Regions from separate parts of the Zea mays genome. Here region 2 is linked to region 1. Evidence: chromatin contacts called from public Hi-C data. All regions are on one chromosome and are shown on one strand. The core of a region is the stretch at or near the end of the contact, and the rest is flanking DNA. Distances in the headings are between cores, read along the strand shown. Region 1 holds the start of LOC100281091 (LHY protein). Region 2 holds the start of LOC100216726.

The links. A called contact is a pair of places that touch in the nucleus more often than the background predicts.
Region 2: a Hi-C map of ear shows a contact between it and region 1, with 1.9 times the contacts expected there. The contact joins the promoter of LOC100216726 here to the promoter of LOC100281091 in region 1. A contact is called at or near these places in 2 of 25 Hi-C or Micro-C datasets (ear and root tip).

What each region holds. Positions count from the first base shown.
Region 1 is chr4:34,450,499-34,454,938 of Zm-B73-REFERENCE-NAM-5.0, forward strand. LOC100281091 (LHY protein) reads left to right here and starts at 1,687. Exons shown (of 11, transcript NM_001370710.1): 1 at 1,687-1,929; 2 at 2,022-2,113.
Region 2 is chr4:34,754,898-34,760,010 of Zm-B73-REFERENCE-NAM-5.0, forward strand. It overlaps LOC100216726, which reads left to right and starts at 1,375. Exons shown (of 10, transcript NM_001311170.1): 1 at 1,375-1,519; 2 at 1,921-2,044; 3 at 2,129-2,266; 4 at 2,359-2,447; 5 at 2,561-2,689; 6 at 2,774-2,868; 7 at 3,257-3,319; 8 at 3,412-3,488; 9 at 3,572-3,699; 10 at 3,836-4,157. The coding sequence starts at 1,436. The coding sequence ends at 3,970. It overlaps LOC103653077 (zealexin A1 synthase-like), which reads right to left. Exons shown (of 2, transcript XM_008680041.4): 2 at 4,663-5,113. The coding sequence ends at 4,784.

The DNA.
Region 1 (4,440 bases), core at 437-2,936:
CGCATCGCCGCCGTCCAAGGCCCGCGCGACGCTGGCCACTAGTTCCCGCGCGGGGATCGGACGGTCGCGGCTCGGGAGCGCGGGCGGATCGGACGCTCCCGGTGGCGTCGCGGGGAGAGGGTGACGGTGGAACGGAGGTGGAGAAACGGCGGCCACAGGCTCGCGGCGCTCGCCGGTGCCCTGGAAAAAGCGCAAGGGGAGCCGCTAGATCGCCGCCAGTTGGCCGCCAGGTGGGCCCCGCGTGGCGGGGGCGCAGGCCAGTTCGGGCGTTTCCCAACCGCAAATTATTCATTATTGTCTGTGAGTCCTGTGACCTTTTGCGTTTTGCGGAAGGGTCCCTGCTTAAGCCTGGATTTGCACGTGGCTACCGTGGGAGGTTTTCTGGCTGTTATTTTTCGGTTCAGGTAACAGGCTTTGTAAATTAGTCTCTGCTGATTAATCTTCTCTCTATTCTATTTTCTATTTTATAAAGTAGCAGTTTACACGGTTGCCGCGCGTTACCCTTTCACTTACCGCGTTTCAAATCTCGGTTGTTGGCTCCACATTCACAATTACCTAACCAACCGAATACATATATTTTTATGTTTTACTAAAATAAAATCTACTCATGCGATACATAGAACAAAAAATAAGATAAAATTACGTACAAGTAGAGGTTCAACCTTGATTGTTATTTCCACGTTCACACCCATCTATCAACAAAACCCATATTTTTTTGTTTTATTAAAATAAAATCTTCACATGTGATATATAGGAACTATTGTAATATACATGCATCTGACTATTGTTTATGTATTCTTGAGATGAGAATGCTCCGAGAGATAGAAACATAAATATTATTAGTTAGTTGCCGTGAATCCCACAATTTCTATATATGATATATGGTTCTTCGTATAATACAAGTATACAACCCAACGTAACCTGTAGTGGTTAGAGGCAAATACTCTCTTCTTATAGACCATGCTTCCAATCAATGGACATTTTTTTTGATATTTCTCTAAGTGGGGAAGGGGACGGCACACGACAATTCTGGGGACCCTCACTACGCGCGTGGGAAGGGACAACACACACAATGGAACTTCCACTTTAAGGTGTAGTGAAGAGAAATTAATTTTCTCTATTTTATGTTAACTAGACACAAATGATACAAATCGGACAAAACCAAAAAATGAACTTATATGCTCAAACTAGTAGCTAGATAGCCATTCTCTGTAAACATGACGGGTGATCGTACATGGACCCTCAAACTCCTGCGCTATTCAGAGTGACCCTGACTATAATCCTCAAGTAAGTACCACTACACGCACTTTCCAAAAGCTGAGCAGCAGGATGAGCGTGACCAATCTTCAGCTTCAGCTCCTTCGCAAATCAAGAACCATCCATCCATTTTGTTCCGTTAGAGCGAGACACCGACGGATGCAGAAATGGTCGTCAGCCAGCAGCACCACCTTGCCCTCTGCATAAACTTAAACTATTCTCGCTCAAGGCTGCAATTCCGGGGATGCTGGAGGGCGTGCTCGCAAGATTTCTGGGGCCGGAGCGCGAGAAATCCACAAGAAAAGATAGTGGCCCAGATTTCTCGCGGCGCTCGCCGCGATCGCGACCCGCACAGGCCACAGCCTCTCTCCCCTCTGCTCCCGCGGCCCGCGCAGCGCACAGCATACAGCGCACCGAGCTGCGGCCACCGCAGCGAACAGCAAAGCACCTCCGACTCCAAGTCGCGAGAGCCTTCTCATTCGTCTTCCTCCTCTTCCACCCATCCTGCCTGCTCACTTCCGTTCCGTAGTCCAGCTAGATCCCCGGGCAACCGATCCACCGAGAAGCTTGTGGTTGTGGCGGCGGCGGAGAGGGAAGCGGGAGGTCGGAGGTAGGCGCGGATGCCACTGTTGTGCCGGCGCCGGCGGGGCCGGTGATGCCCGCTTGAGCTGGGTGGGAATCGGGCCTCGTTTTGCGCTGCCTCGTGGCGTTCCCTGTGATTACTGAGCCTCCTGACGCTCGAATGGGTGCGCGGGTTGGTGCAGGCCACCGTGCGTCGGAGGTGGACGAGGGAGCGAGGCGGCGCCAGACCGAGGTTGCGTCGGGCTCGATTTCTACTGGGCTGCTGTCTGCTGAGGTACTGCTGCTTCCCTAGCTAGAATTCACGGACCTCTGTGGCTCTGTTTTAGTCGACGCGACATGCCCGGATTACTACTTTTTTTTGCCTGCCAGAAAATTACTTTTCAGAATGTTCTCTGGTGTGCTTTTGTTATTCCAATCAGATGGCCATTCGCCTGTTTTCATTTTGTTCATCCTGGGCTACGTGTTTTCGATGCTTAATTTAGCAGTGGAATGGGTCATAATCTCTGGTCTGGTGTACAAGCTGAGAACCTGACGAGTCGTAACGCACAGTAGTTGTAAATGAGTTGTGCCGCTGCTCGCTGTGTTTCTTTTGCAGAGGACGGCGGTTGTGATTTGTTCGTCGTGGTATGTGATGGGTAACTTTACGGGGTTGAGTGTTTTCTTGGTGAGGTTATGGTTTTAGCGTTGTGCTTTAGGACGCCGAGTGGATATTTGCGTTACTATTCCTGCTGCTGAGCTATGTTGCTTTAGTTTCTGGACATGAACCTATATGTTTCTTGCAGACGTGAGTCTCTGATATTGGTTCCTGGAGGCTTATTGCTTCCCTTTGATTGGAAGAACTGGATCCTGTGAACTCTTAACTCGGCAAATTATTTGCAAAAACTTTCCTACTGGTATATGCTAGTGTTTTGAGGTCTGATTGCCTGATTTGATTAGCATGACTAGGACAATGAATAGTTTGCTTGCGAATTTTTGCAATTCATGTTTCCTTTGTCAGATTGAGCTGGATTATTTTCTGGCACGTAATCAGTCCCATATGTGCTTTCATCTCACTCTAGTCAATTTGAAATGCTTTTTATTGCGTTACTTGCAAAGTTTCCTAATAGATTTTAGTGTCATTAGGTGCAAAATAAAGAGTGATTTCCTGCTGTTCCTTTAGTGTCATTATTAGGGGCAACATGGAGAGTGATTCCTTCTACTCTTTAGAGTCATTAGGGGCAAAATGAAGAGTGGTTTTCTAGGCTCTTTTAGCCACATTAGATATCACTAGTTAGGTGTTAGTGTATTGTTACAGTTTCTATATATCACATAATCAGACCTTGTTTAAATGGGATAATTGTATAAACATGTTCCAAACCATTACACTGATTTGTGCTCTATTTGAACTGGTCGTTGTGCCTGATCTCAACACGTCTACCATGTAACCTGCATAATGCATTTCATATGTTGAGTGAGAAATCATAATTCCATTCCCCGCCCGGTCTCCTGTGAATTGGCTCGCGCGGCACCAAACCCTAGCCACCGCCACCGCTTCCTCCCCTCCCTGCCTTGTCACCAGCAGAGTAAGCAGCCGAAAGGAGACATGTACAAACGGCCTGTCCGGCCTGGCCCGGGCCCGGTGAAGCCCGACCCGCCAGGCACGATTAGAAAATTGGGTCAGACCTTCCAGGCTCTTGGGCTCAGATCTCTGCACGGGCCTGGCCCGTTGTAGGCCTAAATAGGCCAGGTCGGCCCGATAAGTACAAAAAAGCGGAACGATTAGTGGGCTAAGTGGGCTAGTAAGCACGAATAAGTACAAAAAAACCGGGCCTAGCGGGCTAGACATGTAGCGGACCGGACTGGGCCAGCCCAACGTGCTCATTTCTCTGTGACGGGCCACAAAACCGAGTGGGCTTTCGGGCTTCTTGTACATCTATAGCCGAAAGTCCCGAGCGGCTTGCGAGGATGTTGGCGGCGGGTCCTCGCGTGGCCCGACACGGTTTAGCCTGGCTATTGGAGTGAATATTCAATGGTTTAGGGCTAACCCAACAGGTTAGCTATATAGTGTTTACATGGGCCACATGGGCCAAGCCTTAACAGGCCTAACACTCTAACACCCCCCCGCAGTCTGGACGTCCGGCGCAGCGGAGTACACAGATTGGACTCAAAAAGAAGTACATCACACAATAGGATCCCCCCACAGACTCAACTAGCCACTACTGATGTTGAGGCTGGAGCGAAACTCGGCGAAGGTCGAGGACGGAAGACCCTTGGTGAAGATGTCGGCAAACTGGGAGGTGGTCGGGACGTGGAGGACCCGAACAGTACCGGCGGCGACATAATCACGGACGAAGTGTAGATCGATCTCGACATGCTTGGTCCGCTGGTGCTGCACTGGGTTGGTGGAGAGGTAGACCGCGCTGACGTTGTCGCAGTAGACCACCGAGCTCCTGGAGAGGGGACTGTGAAGCTCGGTAAGGAGCTGCCGGAGCCAGGCAGCCTCCGCCACGCCGTTGGCCACGGCACGGTACTCCGCCTCTGCACTGGAGCGGGAAACGACCGGCTGGCGCTTCGACGACCAGGACACAAGGTTGCCGCCTAAGAAGACAGCGTAGCCGGAGG
Region 2 (5,113 bases), core at 125-2,624, 300 kb after region 1:
AGAACTGACGGCGGCACGGCATTACTGTACTACCTGGCAGTGGTCATCGGTCAGTGGCTGGTTGGATCGTAGGAGGTGGTGAAGGTCGGTGTCCATCAGCTCGTAAACAACGTAGGCGTCGTTGAAGTTCTCCCTTCTGGGTGGTCGTAAACAATGTATATACGTACGTACACACACACATGTAGCCAACATATGCAGCATACAATAATCATATAACAGCCAGTCATCACCACAAGCTTTTGATGAGATGAAAAGAACATGTAGCTATACACCCTTTTTTGTGGCCACCGCTCAGTCTCCCAAGTAAAAGAACTAGTATTCTTAGGCCATGTATGTACACGTGTACATACACCGCCTAGATTGATGAGATGAAAAGAACATGTAACTCTCTCTCTAGTTTTTTTTAAGAGCGATTGACTTAAGTTAACCATCCCAAAAAAATATTTTTAAGCTTCTTACAAAATTACTAGATAGTTGTACGTGCTTTGCTACAGTTGTTATATGTCATATAAATAGACATTAAAATATTTATTCGTATATAATTGTTGTTTATTTCTAAACTCTATAAGGTACGTGTGCTGGTGGTTAGACCTAAATTTCTGAAGCAGGGGACATGGGTTCGAGTGCTCACTCTGCACTATTTTTTGTATAGTGTGGTAGTTGTGCGGTCGGGATCGGGTGCTGGGTAGGCTCGGGTGCTGGGTAGGCGCAGTAGGGCGTTGGGGGTCCACATGGCAGTAGCTGAGAGGGCGTTGCGCGGGCGTTGGGCATGGGTCCCACAGGGCACGATGTCGAGGCGAGGTGTGTGGGACGGGAGAACCAGTCGGAACGTGTGGGGCGGGCCTAGAATTTTAGCGCTGAGGTTGAAACCGTGGTAGCACCAGCTGCCCACGTTAGATTCTTAATAGAGTAGTATAGATTTAGAAGCCATGAAAATGAGAAAAAAATTACATGTCAATAGATATGGAGGACTGACTATTACAAGATTTTGTGCTCAATTTCACACAAGTGCAGTTATGCACAAAAGGAAACGGAGGAAATTCCAACAAGCAGCCTTATGTTTGACGGTTGTCCTTCCGTCCGACTAGGGGTGGTAATGAATCGTGATCCAAATGCTTTTTCACAAAATGATAGAGTTTTAAATAATTTGCAGTTCAAAAATGAATAGAAATAGAGCACGATTCTAATCCGATTTGATACTTAAATTTTATAGTTAAATTTTATAGTGTAAAAATTAGAATTTATTGTCACCCTACGTTCAATATAAGTTTAAGTCTGTAGGGGGCATACTACCACAGGTACGCAGACCACTACTGGACTCTCATTTCCTAACTCGGCCCAGCCCATTCGCCGGTGCCCGCAGGCCGCAGCACACACACAACTTGGCGACTCGCCTCCGCCCGCGAACCGCAGCAGCGTCTCCAACTCTCCATCGATGGCGGAGGCGAACGTGGCAGCGGCGTCGCTCTTCGGCGCTGACGGCCGCCTCTGCTCAGCCGACATCCTCGCGCCGCCTGAGGTTCCGCCTCGCCCATGTCTTCGTGCGCGCCTTTCGTTGTGGTCACTGACGGGTCCTATTTCGTTGTCGATAGGTCCGGGCTAGGATCGAGGTAGCGGTGCTCAACTTCCTCGCAGCGCTAGCCTCCCCTTCCTCGCCGGCCATCTCCGTCCTCCCCCTGGTACACCAGTTGCCAAACCTCCCCCCCTCCCCCTCTCTCACACACACACATTCCTCTCTTACCGCGGTGATGGTTCTGCGCGCTTCACCCATGTGCCATGTGGATAACACAGGAATTTGGTCCCTAGCCAATTATCACGATTCGTCATCAGTTATTGCAAGCTGTATGATTTCTAGTTCAGATAACCTTGGTGAAATGTATTGCGAGCAGTATTCTGAATGATTTCTTTTTTCCATGGCAGATTAGTCGGAGCTCTGCCAACTGCAGCCTGCGCAGTGGGTTGCTGAACGACGTCTCGTCGGTTTATCTCTCATACACCTTCTGCAAGAGGTCTCTGACGCACAATCCAAAGGCGTTCGTAAGAGGTTACCACTTGTTCCTTGAGTACCCTGGGACGGAATTATCCTCGCCCATTTGTCTGGTTAAAATAGCCGTTTGTTGTGGGATAGTGTGGAAGGTCATGGAGATGTGCTACAAGATCTTGGGGGAGGGGAAGCTGGTCCAGCAACGGGAGCTGTTCTACAAGCTCCTGTCCGACTCACCCAAGTACTTCAGCTGTCAACGTCATGTCAACCAAGCCATTCAAGGTGGACAAAACCCCCACCCCAACCCATTTGATTCTTGTTTGGCTAATGTGTAGTTTGGTCGTAATCAAATTTGGTCCCCTCTTCACGTGCAGATGTTGTTTCCTTGCTCCGGTGCACAAGGCAGAGCTTAGGAGTCATGGCATCAAGCAGAGGGGCACTCATTGGGCGCCTTGTGTTGCATGTCTGCTCCATGATATCCCAGAATATATCCTGATTATGTGTTGAGGGAATACATGATAAAGTCTTGTTTATCTTTTCAGTAAGCACCTAAACTGCATGTTTCAACTACCTTAGGAACCGGACGGGGAGCAGATTGATTGCTCCATTCTTGGAGCTTCAGGGCATGCAATTACGGGGGACCTGAACCTGTTGAGCAAATTAAATTTGTCTTCGGGCTCTCGGTACATCATTGTGGTGGAGAAGGTACCGATCCTACTGCTATAATTTAGTAATGATTTATCTCTATAGTGCATCCTTATAGCTTATAAGGTCATTTGTTTCAAATAGGATGCCGTATTTCAGAGGCTGGCTGAAGACCGCCTGTATAATCAGCTCCCTTGTATTCTGATCACTGCAAAAGGATATCCTGATATTGCCACAAGGTTGTGTACCTCCATTTCAAGCATTTAGTTTTTCTTATTAGGAGTGTGCAATCAAGCTATCTAGTGCATCCAATTAAAATTCAACGGTGACTGCTATTTATATTTAACCACCCCCCCCCCCCCCACCCCCCACCCCCCCCACACACACATACACCTGAAACCTAGTACCTATTTTACATTTAACCTCTTCCATATAAAACTGTTGGATATATATTGAATGCTTTGGATTGTTTGATTGCACGCTGGCACCAAATGAGTGATTGCACGGGATATATCACCACTTATGTAATGTAACAGTGCAAGTTTGCATCCAAATTCTTTATGATAATGTTGACAATATTTGGTGATAGGTGTATTTATGCCCTACATATTTGCTGTCATGATACAGGTTCATCTTGCATCGACTGAGCCAGACATTTCCGAATATGCCGATTTTCGCATTAGTGGATTGGTTAAGCCCCTTCCTGTGCTCATCGCTATATAGTGTTATAACTGAGTGATGCCCTTTTAACAAATTTAGATAGCATTGATTTTTTTTTCCAGGAACCCAGCAGGGCTTGCTATACTGTGCACTTACAAATACGGAAGCATATCAATGGGCCTAGAGTCATACAGATATGGTACTTTGTTTGAGTGATCATCTGGCCTTTATTCTGCACATGTGGCCGAACCGAACCATGTGAATCCTGTTCTCCATTTTCAGCTTGCAACGTGAAATGGCTCGGGGTGAGAGGAGGTGATCTGCATCTTATCCCCGAGGACGCGTTTCAAGAGCTGAAGCCACGTGATCTGCAGATTGCCAAAAGCTTGATGTCGTCAAAGTTCCTGCAGGTGTGTGTATTTGGCTCTCAACGTCGTTACATAATTACTATCGTTCCCTGATGCTTTATCATATGGCCTTGTGTAAAATTCGGCTTAAGGCCCTTATATATGTCTGCAAATGATTTATGGTGGTTTTCGGCTGTAGGAGAGTCACAGAGCTGAGCTGGCGCTGATGGTGGAGAGGGGCAAGCGTGCAGACATCGAAGCCCTCTACTCCCACGGGTTCGATTTCTTGGGGAAGTACATCGCGAGAAAGATCGTGCAGGGCGATTACATCTGACGATTGGCCGCTGGAATGTTAGCATGGTTGCACGGAACAATGAGCTGCATGGACTGTAGTACAGTAGCTATGTCCAACTGCCTGTAGACTGAAACGATGGTCTGTATGGGAATGTACATAAATACAACAAGAGTAGTCTAATATCGATCATCATCGGCCACCGAATCACATGGGTTTTGACTCTCTTGAGTTCTGATGTTCAGTGGCGGTGCCCGGTGTATGGTCCGGCACTCCGGCCGATGCAGCCTGTGGATGGCAGGACCGGGAATGGATGCAGGGTGTAGGGTGTCAGTATACTACGCACCTTGCCGGCGATCACCTCCGCCATGCCTAACCTTTGCCCTGGCTTCATCTTCGCCGTTGCAGCCTGCTTGAGGTCAGTGTACCGACCGACCGAACTTGTACTGAAACATGATCGTCAGTTCAACAAAATTATTAAACATGGATACATCCGCAGTCCTAAGGTCTAACTTGTAACTGTGGATGTGTTATTAGGTTTGAGAGGTTTCACTGCAAGTGCAGCCGTGCAGGTACACCTGAGCGAAGATCTTGGGCACTCAGCACTCTGGTGTGCCCCATCGGGGCAATGTGCGTGAGCTTCCTCAAGAACCCCCGCCCAGGCGGCGAAGAAGGCAGGCACGACTGGATACTGTCTTCTGGCCGGGGTCACGATCTGTCATGCAGGTGCGTACTACATCTGAACTTCAAAGCCTCTATTGAGCAATAGCTGTACTCACACACAATTTTTTTTTGCTTGTTATTACAAGTTCAGATGGTGTACACGACTACCCAACTACAAGTGGCGTTATTTGTTCAATCAACAGGCACAGGCACCGGCACCCTAGGGATAGCGACCAGCAGCAGCTCAGAGCGTGGGGGCATGGTGATCCCAGCCGCCTCCGTCACGTCCATCTCCTCAGCAACCATCCCCTCCGGCATCTCCCAGTCGAAATGGAACAGCAGAGCAGCGAGCGCGAGCTCCACATGCGCTAGGCCCAAGGCCGCGCCAGGGCACATCCTCCTCCCGGCGCCGAACGGGACGTACTCGAAGTCCGCCGCCCCCCTGAAGTCGTCCCTCGCGCCGTCAAGCTCCTGGAACCTCTCCGGCGCGAACTCCTCCGGCGCGTCCCAGTGCGCCGGGTC